Regions from separate parts of the Gossypium hirsutum genome. Here region 1 is linked to region 2. The links are chromatin contacts, called in public Hi-C maps. All regions are on one chromosome and are shown on one strand. Each heading gives the region's core, a stretch centred on a gene start, on an enhancer-like site or on the middle of the called end of the contact. The rest is flanking DNA. Distances are from core to core; before and after follow the strand shown. Region 1 holds the start of LOC107962053. Region 2 holds the start of LOC107962015 (glycosyltransferase BC10).

Evidence for each region. A called contact is a pair of places that touch in the nucleus more often than the background predicts.
Region 1: a Hi-C map of leaf shows a contact between it and region 2, with 1.7 times the contacts expected there. The contact joins the promoter of LOC107962053 here to the promoter of LOC107962015 in region 2. A contact is called at or near these places in 2 of 34 Hi-C or Micro-C datasets (hypocotyl and leaf).

Annotation. Positions count from the first base shown.
Region 1 is chrA06:117,801,146-117,804,521 of Gossypium_hirsutum_v2.1, forward strand. LOC107962053 reads left to right here and starts at 1,381. Exons shown (of 2, transcript XM_016898274.2): 1 at 1,381-1,943; 2 at 2,157-2,632. The coding sequence starts at 1,501. The coding sequence ends at 2,205. LOC107962052 (outer mitochondrial transmembrane helix translocase) reads right to left here. Exons shown (of 14, transcript XM_041115978.1): 11 at 3,123-3,205; 12 at 2,912-3,034; 13 at 2,650-2,710; 14 at 2,259-2,562. The coding sequence ends at 2,374.
Region 2 is chrA06:117,489,694-117,493,203 of Gossypium_hirsutum_v2.1, forward strand. LOC107962015 (glycosyltransferase BC10) reads right to left here and starts at 1,952. Exons shown (of 10, transcript XM_041115976.1): 1 at 1,271-1,952; 2 at 1,060-1,176; 3 at 875-975; 4 at 696-767; 5 at 466-547; 6 at 96-176. The coding sequence starts at 1,549. It overlaps LOC107962013 (leucine--tRNA ligase, chloroplastic/mitochondrial), which reads right to left. Exons shown (of 21, transcript XM_041115975.1): 18 at 3,450-3,510; 19 at 2,812-2,943; 20 at 2,345-2,711; 21 at 2,088-2,244. The coding sequence ends at 2,466.

The DNA of each region.
Region 1 (3,376 bases), core at 131-2,630, 310 kb after region 2:
TCTCAAGCTTGCTGACTGAAGGAAGACTTTGTTAAAAGGACTATGCCAGAGTGTTGTTGCTATTGTGAGCTGGCTGTTTTGTTCTGTATCATGCATGACTCTTTAGTGTGGCGTATAAATGTATTTTGGAAATGAACTACATAAAGAACTTCTATTTTGACAAAACTCTGTTTTTACAAGATTTCTATTAAGTATTAATGTCTGGATTTGAATTATTACATTCTGATTAATGAAGTTATTATATTTGAACTTATACGCCAAATGTTTTGAACGTTATTTCAAACTTTAGTAAAACCACAACTATTATATGTTTATATGTATACTTTTGTAATAATTTTATAAAGCTTCCTCCAAATTGTTTTGCCATAAATTAGTCCGATTTTGAGTAGTGACACATCAAGCTTAGATCCTATCATAGGGTCGGGTTTGGCGTGTTACATGTTTGGTATCAAATCTAAGGTTAAGCTGATTCTCGAAAAAATTAAGTGTTGTGTCATGCCCTAGCATGCATGATACGCCTTTGGCATAGTCCCTGTAATTGAAACTAATCTGAATTTTCTTATAGTGTGACAACAATGTCTGAAGGATCAAAAGAAGTGACCGGTGAAGAAATTGAAAGCCATGTGCCCCATATTCCAACTAAAGCACCTGCAGCTGGTTTGAGAGCAACTGGAAATGCTTCCGAAAACGTCTTTTTTACGATGATGGCACAAATATTTGATAAATTTATGGAGAATACTCAAGCACCCCAACCTCAATAGCCTCAGTAACCACAACCAGAAGTGGTTCGCCCATCACCAACTACACCACCAGTACCGATTGTAACTCCACCTAAAGGAGACCTTGTGAAAGAAATACATAAAAGGGGTGCTAAGGAATTTCTGGGTGACAAAGGCGATGATCTCATTATGGTTGAACAGCGGCTGTCTCTAGTTTGCAGAGTGATAAGGGAATTAAAATGCATGTCAGAAGATAGTCTCTTGTGTGTCATATTATTGTTGGAAGGAGAAGCCTACGAGTGGTAGGAAACATTGACCAATGTGACTTATGAGTCCTTTCTGGAGAAGTTTAGAGAAAGGTATGTGAACCAAATGTATGTAGAAACTGAATTTCTCTACAATGAGTTTCTAAGGTCATGGTCTTATTCCGCCATGACATATGAAATGTATGCATATTGAGGCGCATTATTACATCTCCGACCCCTCAAAACTGCTTAAAATTTTTCATCATTTCAGTTGAAAACCCTAATTAATTAAAAAACCGCCTATAGGTGTTATTTTGCCAACATTTTGGTATTTTTTTATTTTTATTTTCGTATTATTAATAATGTAATAGAAACTTGGATGCTTAAATGGTGGGACCCTGAGTACGGAGCAAACTATGACATGGCATCCACTTTTGTCTCATTTTACCGACCGGTTACCAACAACCCAGTAAACTCTTATTCCCTTTACTGATATTGTCTACCCAGGCAGAGCAAAGCCTCTACTCGTAGCGTTAATGGCGGACCCGACTGCTCCACCCAATCCGACCCTCACCAAAGACGATAATTGTCTAAAATACACCTGCGATGCTGGGTTTTTCTCTAACCCACACCCCTCCGACACTCCAAACCTCGACGAAGAAGATTCGAACAGTCCACCCACTTTTGATTCCGACGACTGCGACTCTGATTGTGATTCTACGCACTTCACTGATCTCTCCGCCGGTCTTCGTGTCTTCTCTGATTCGATTCTTAGGATGGAGCTGGCCGGGATGGAGATGGTCAAGGCAATGGAAGCCTCCAGATGTGAGGCGGAGAAACGGAGGGCGGAATCCGAGGCCGAATTGACTCGGATGATGTTCCGAACTCAGTCCCAGATCGCTTCGTTTGTCGCCGGAGATGCTGATACCTGGAAACGGAAGCTTGGAGCAGATGACGAACCAAGGGATTCCTCTGTTAGGTAAAAAAAAGTGTCGTTTCTCTCCATTTTACTCTCTATCTAATTATGGTTTTAGTCCCTATACTATGCTAAAATTACAGATTTAATCCCTTAACTGTTATCAATAATACAAATTCATCAGTAAAAAGAAAATCAGAATAACCACTTTAATGACAATAACGATATTATCAATATCGTTATAAAAGTAACTTTTTTTCTTCCTTTCAAATGCAGACAAGGAGCTTTGCTGCTGAGCTTGTTGCAGTGCAACTTAATCTTCTGAAGATTCACTAAAATTAATTGAATAATCTTTGGTTTATTTATCAAAATTGAGGATGAAAATGAAGTTGGGATTTTATATACTATATATATGTAATGTACTGATTATTATATTAAATGAAAAATCTATCTATCTCTGCAAAAGTCCTTGTCTCTCTACAAATGTAATCACCTAAAGTGCTGTAGATTGCAAAGACAACAAATCTAATGGAGGTTTCTTCATACGAGGGCTTGGCTTTTGGTTTCTCTGCTCTGCAAAACTGAGAAGGGCCTGTCTTCGATTAGTGGCACTTCTGATGTATTCCTCCAAAGGTGGGAGAGCTGGTTGTTCTTTGTTATTTGTTGCTTGTCCTCGAATAAGCTGTGAAAACCATGAATGAATGTAAATAATAGAACGTGGTATTTATAGATCAAAACATATTGAGACTTAAGGTCAGATAGCTAATACCTTTGACGCCCATGACCGCTCTGCTTGTTGGCATGCATCCCGGATGTCCCTACCAGACATTCTGGATATGTCGATAAGCAAGGCTGATTAATTATTTGTTAAATGATGCATGCGAATGGTAGAAGATAAGTTCTATTTGAAAAAATGTTTAATCCTAGTATAAAACTTTCAGATATTAAACAGGAGGTTTTTCTACTTAGCTTTCGTCATATTTAGAGACATTGAATGTACTGAAGAAATTATGATAACAAATTGAACTTACTCGTTGGTGATTCGAGCAAGTTCAGCCAACTCGGATTCTGTAAGATGCTTTGCATACTGAGCTGCTATTTGCTGACGGTTATGCTCATCGGGTAGACCAAAGACAATCATTGAATCAAAACGACTGCAAACAAAGACTGAATCAGAAACAATTCATTGGTTTAAGAAACAATTAGGCTCTCCAAAAGGAACTGGAACAGCATCTACTTTACCTAATCAATGCAGGATCAAGATCTTGTTTTCTATTTGTAGCAGCAATGACAACTACTTTTTTGTCCTGTTCAAATCCATCAATCTGAAAAAATAATAATATAATTTCATTAATGGTACCATAATAGCACCGTTATTTAGGCATCCAGAAAACTTGATCAATGTTACTCGTACAATATAGTAGGCAAAATATAATTCTTCAAATGTTTCCCAGAGGATAATTAGTAAAAATTTATACACAGCAGACCAGCAAAAC
Region 2 (3,510 bases), core at 702-3,201:
CTCTATGAAGACAAAATTCGAGGTCACAAATATTTCACAATAACAAAAAGAGATATCAAATTGAAAGTAAACACATGATATAATAAATTGCATACCTTGCAGAATTTCTTAAAAACTGGAAGAACAACCTCATCATCTACGACGACTTCAGCATGGCTCCTTACCAAAGATATCCACTGCAAATCCAAGGCAATTTAAATTCGATTGTGCACTGAAGCCCGTAGAAATGCACATAATTATGACTGAAACATGAACAATCCATCCATTTGGCTACTGAAATCAGTTGGATTTGCAGTCAGGACGGGAAACAAAGGACACTTTATACAACAGCAATTATCAACATTAAAGCCAGTTTGGTTCGGCTAAGGAATTAGACTGTGTATTAGGATGTTCTTGTTAAAGCTATTATGAAGTTCTATGAATTCGAGATCTGCAGTCAATTCATCAACATTCCGAATAAATAACCTGAGATCCTTTTCGCCACTTGTCCCTTGGTATTACCGGAGCCATTTTTGGGTGGTAACGCCCATCCTTCAAATCAAGAAAGCTGCAAAACAAGATTTTCATTTCTTCAAATCAAAACAAGGACTTGTTTAAAACTAATACAACTTTCTTTCCCCAGATGTACAAAATACAAAGGAAAATCAATGAATCAATGCTTGGCACCTCAAGAATGAAAAAGGCCCGCCATCTACCTGTCCACGAAACTCCTAGAAGAAGCCATAAGATATCTATAGATATAGCTGAAGTTGTATAGAGGAACACAACTGCACAAAGATAAAACAACTTGCTATTAAAAAAAAAAGCCCTTCATTTAATTAATTATAATATAAACAAAAATACCCATCAAGGTAATTAGTTAAAAAGTCCAGACCTGTCAGAGAGAAGAACAAATCTTTGATTCGCAGGATCCTGTAGAGCAGTTGCAAGTAACAATCTTTCAGCTTCTATCATACTTGATTCTCCCCATGCTACCTGCAACAAAAAATATAAGGTCACCCATATCATTTTTTATTGAGCTTTTTTTTTTAAAGTTTAAATCTTTTAACGAGTAATCACCTGAATGCTATCAGTCAATTGCCGGTTATAAAAGAAATGCGATCGAGAAGTCGTCTCGTCGAAGATGAAGCCAGGGGCGGAGTGTATATAAATGGAGAAATTGGCTGCGTCAGCGTTCTGTAAGGAAGTTCCACATCAAAATTAGCTGAAGTATGAAAAAGGCAGGGGGTTTTTCGGGGGGGGGAGGGAGGAGTAAAAGAGGGAAACGAACCTCGAAAAAGCTACCCCAGAGAAAATCGAGAGGGAGGTTGAGGCGGGCCAGGAAGAGAAAAGCGATCTTAGGGGGACCATCGAAGTTGTAGCGAGGAATACGAGATCTCCAACGGGTACGAGAGAGAGAGTTAGTAGGAGAAGAGATGTCGGGGGAGAAATGGAGGCGGAGGAGAGCGATGAAGCAAAGAGCGAAGGATAGGAAGACCACGAGTTTCCAGCCTAACCAGATAACATGGCGCACTAGTACCGGAGCGACGGCGGCAGCTTTCTTCGTCATGCTTCTTCCGGCGGCAACCGATCACTGCCTACTCAAGATCAAGCCTTTTATCAGCATCTTCATAAATTATATCATTAATTAGCATAAATAATCCAATCATCAATCAACAAGTTTCAAGAAAACAAGGTCAGGAAAGAGAAGATAAACGTGTTCACAATGAAGGGTTTTTATACCCATAGCTACAGCTAGAGAGAAACACAGACAGAGCATTTTAAAATTAAAAAATTAAGAAATACTGCGTGCGTAGGTTATTAGGTTGCGTTGGGTCGGGATTATTCCAATCTATTGTCTCGCCCACGTCAACTCCGAAATTGTCGTTTTGGGTTGGTTTATTAATTTCATTTTCCCACTTACCGACGCCACCGGCCACCGCCATTAAAATAGGTTGGGCTCATGGTTGTTAGCCCATTTTTCCTTCAAAGGTAAGTTAATGTATAACATGAACCAATGCCATCAAGTTGTTGGGTTTTGGGTGACGGATAAAATTAAAATCTTTAAGTTACAGATTCAGAGACAAAGGAATCTTCGGATTTTGCAATTTTGCACACCAAGATCATGAGATATTTATATTTGGCTTTAAAATGTTACAACAAGTATCATCTATCTATATATAAACATGTAATTCCAATTTAACGGATGTCTAAACCCTAAAGCCAAAGATCCAAAGACCAATCCTGTAGGGAGCTGTCCTGTTCCTGTAAAAAGAAAAAAAGGAAAAAAAAACAGCTGTTTTAATGTTCAAAGCTTGTCAAATCTGTTTGTATGATTTAAAACTTGAAATGTTAGAACCTGTACTCTTTAATATATGCACTAGTTTGCATTTGCAACGTGGATGCAAGGATGCTGTACTCAAAACTGTTTGGGATCTCTGCATTTAAAAATGTGGGGCACAAATATAAATGCTGGTACACGAAAATTATTGGATGCTTCCTGCCTTGACGTTTTGACGATCCAATATAACGTTTAAGATCTTTCCAGGAACAAAGATTCTCTTTTTGATCGGTTTCCCATTGAGATATTTTGAGAGTTTCTCGTCTTGTGAAGCTAATGTAAATGCATCCTCCTCTGAACATCCTTTTTCGACCTGAATTGTACCTCTAGTCTTGCCATTTATCTGGACAGGTAGTACGACGGTTGATTCCTTCAAGTATGCAGGATCAGCCTGTCATCGGAGTATGAATAAGATTTGAGGCCTGTAGCAGGTGATTCTACAAATACGAGTAGTAAAATTATGTAAATATAAATTTGAACAGAAATCATACCTTAGGGAAGGCCTCGTATGCTATTGAATCTGGATGACCAAGGCGAGACCAAATCTCCTCAGCCATGTGAGGTACATAAGGTGAAAGCAACAAGACAAATGCTTCAATAATTGCTTTTGGCTGCTTATCCCACTGATGGCATGATTGAAAGAAGAAATCAGATCACAAATACACAAACAAAAGCATCAAACAGAAAACTGAAGAATATGGAGGTGGCATTCTCGTAGACATCACACGAAAAGTGATTTAACAGGACCTAACTAAAGAAAATGTTAAAAAAGACTGAAGGCAATTGCCCCAAAATAAAATCTTCCCAAGAATGGTGCATAAGAGTGGGCCTTTGCAGATTAGCAGATAAACAACTTATGTAGGTAGATCACAAGCATATTCAACTTTGCTTCAGACCTGATATGCACACTGTACTTTTAACACCAACTACCCCCACAACATCACAAGGTAATTAAAAGCCAAGGAAGTACTATTCCTTAAAAAAATACATATAAAAAACATCAAGAAGAGGAAAGTATTCATGTTATTTATTCTATGTGTACCAAAACAGTATAAGGATCTGCCTGTATATAGCAAAAGAGAAAAAGACCAAAAAAAGGGTCGAGCTTCATTTTCTCAATAAATAAAACCTTATATGCTGCATTAATGAACTCCATCATTGCAGAAATTCCAGTGTTGAACCTTGTCCCT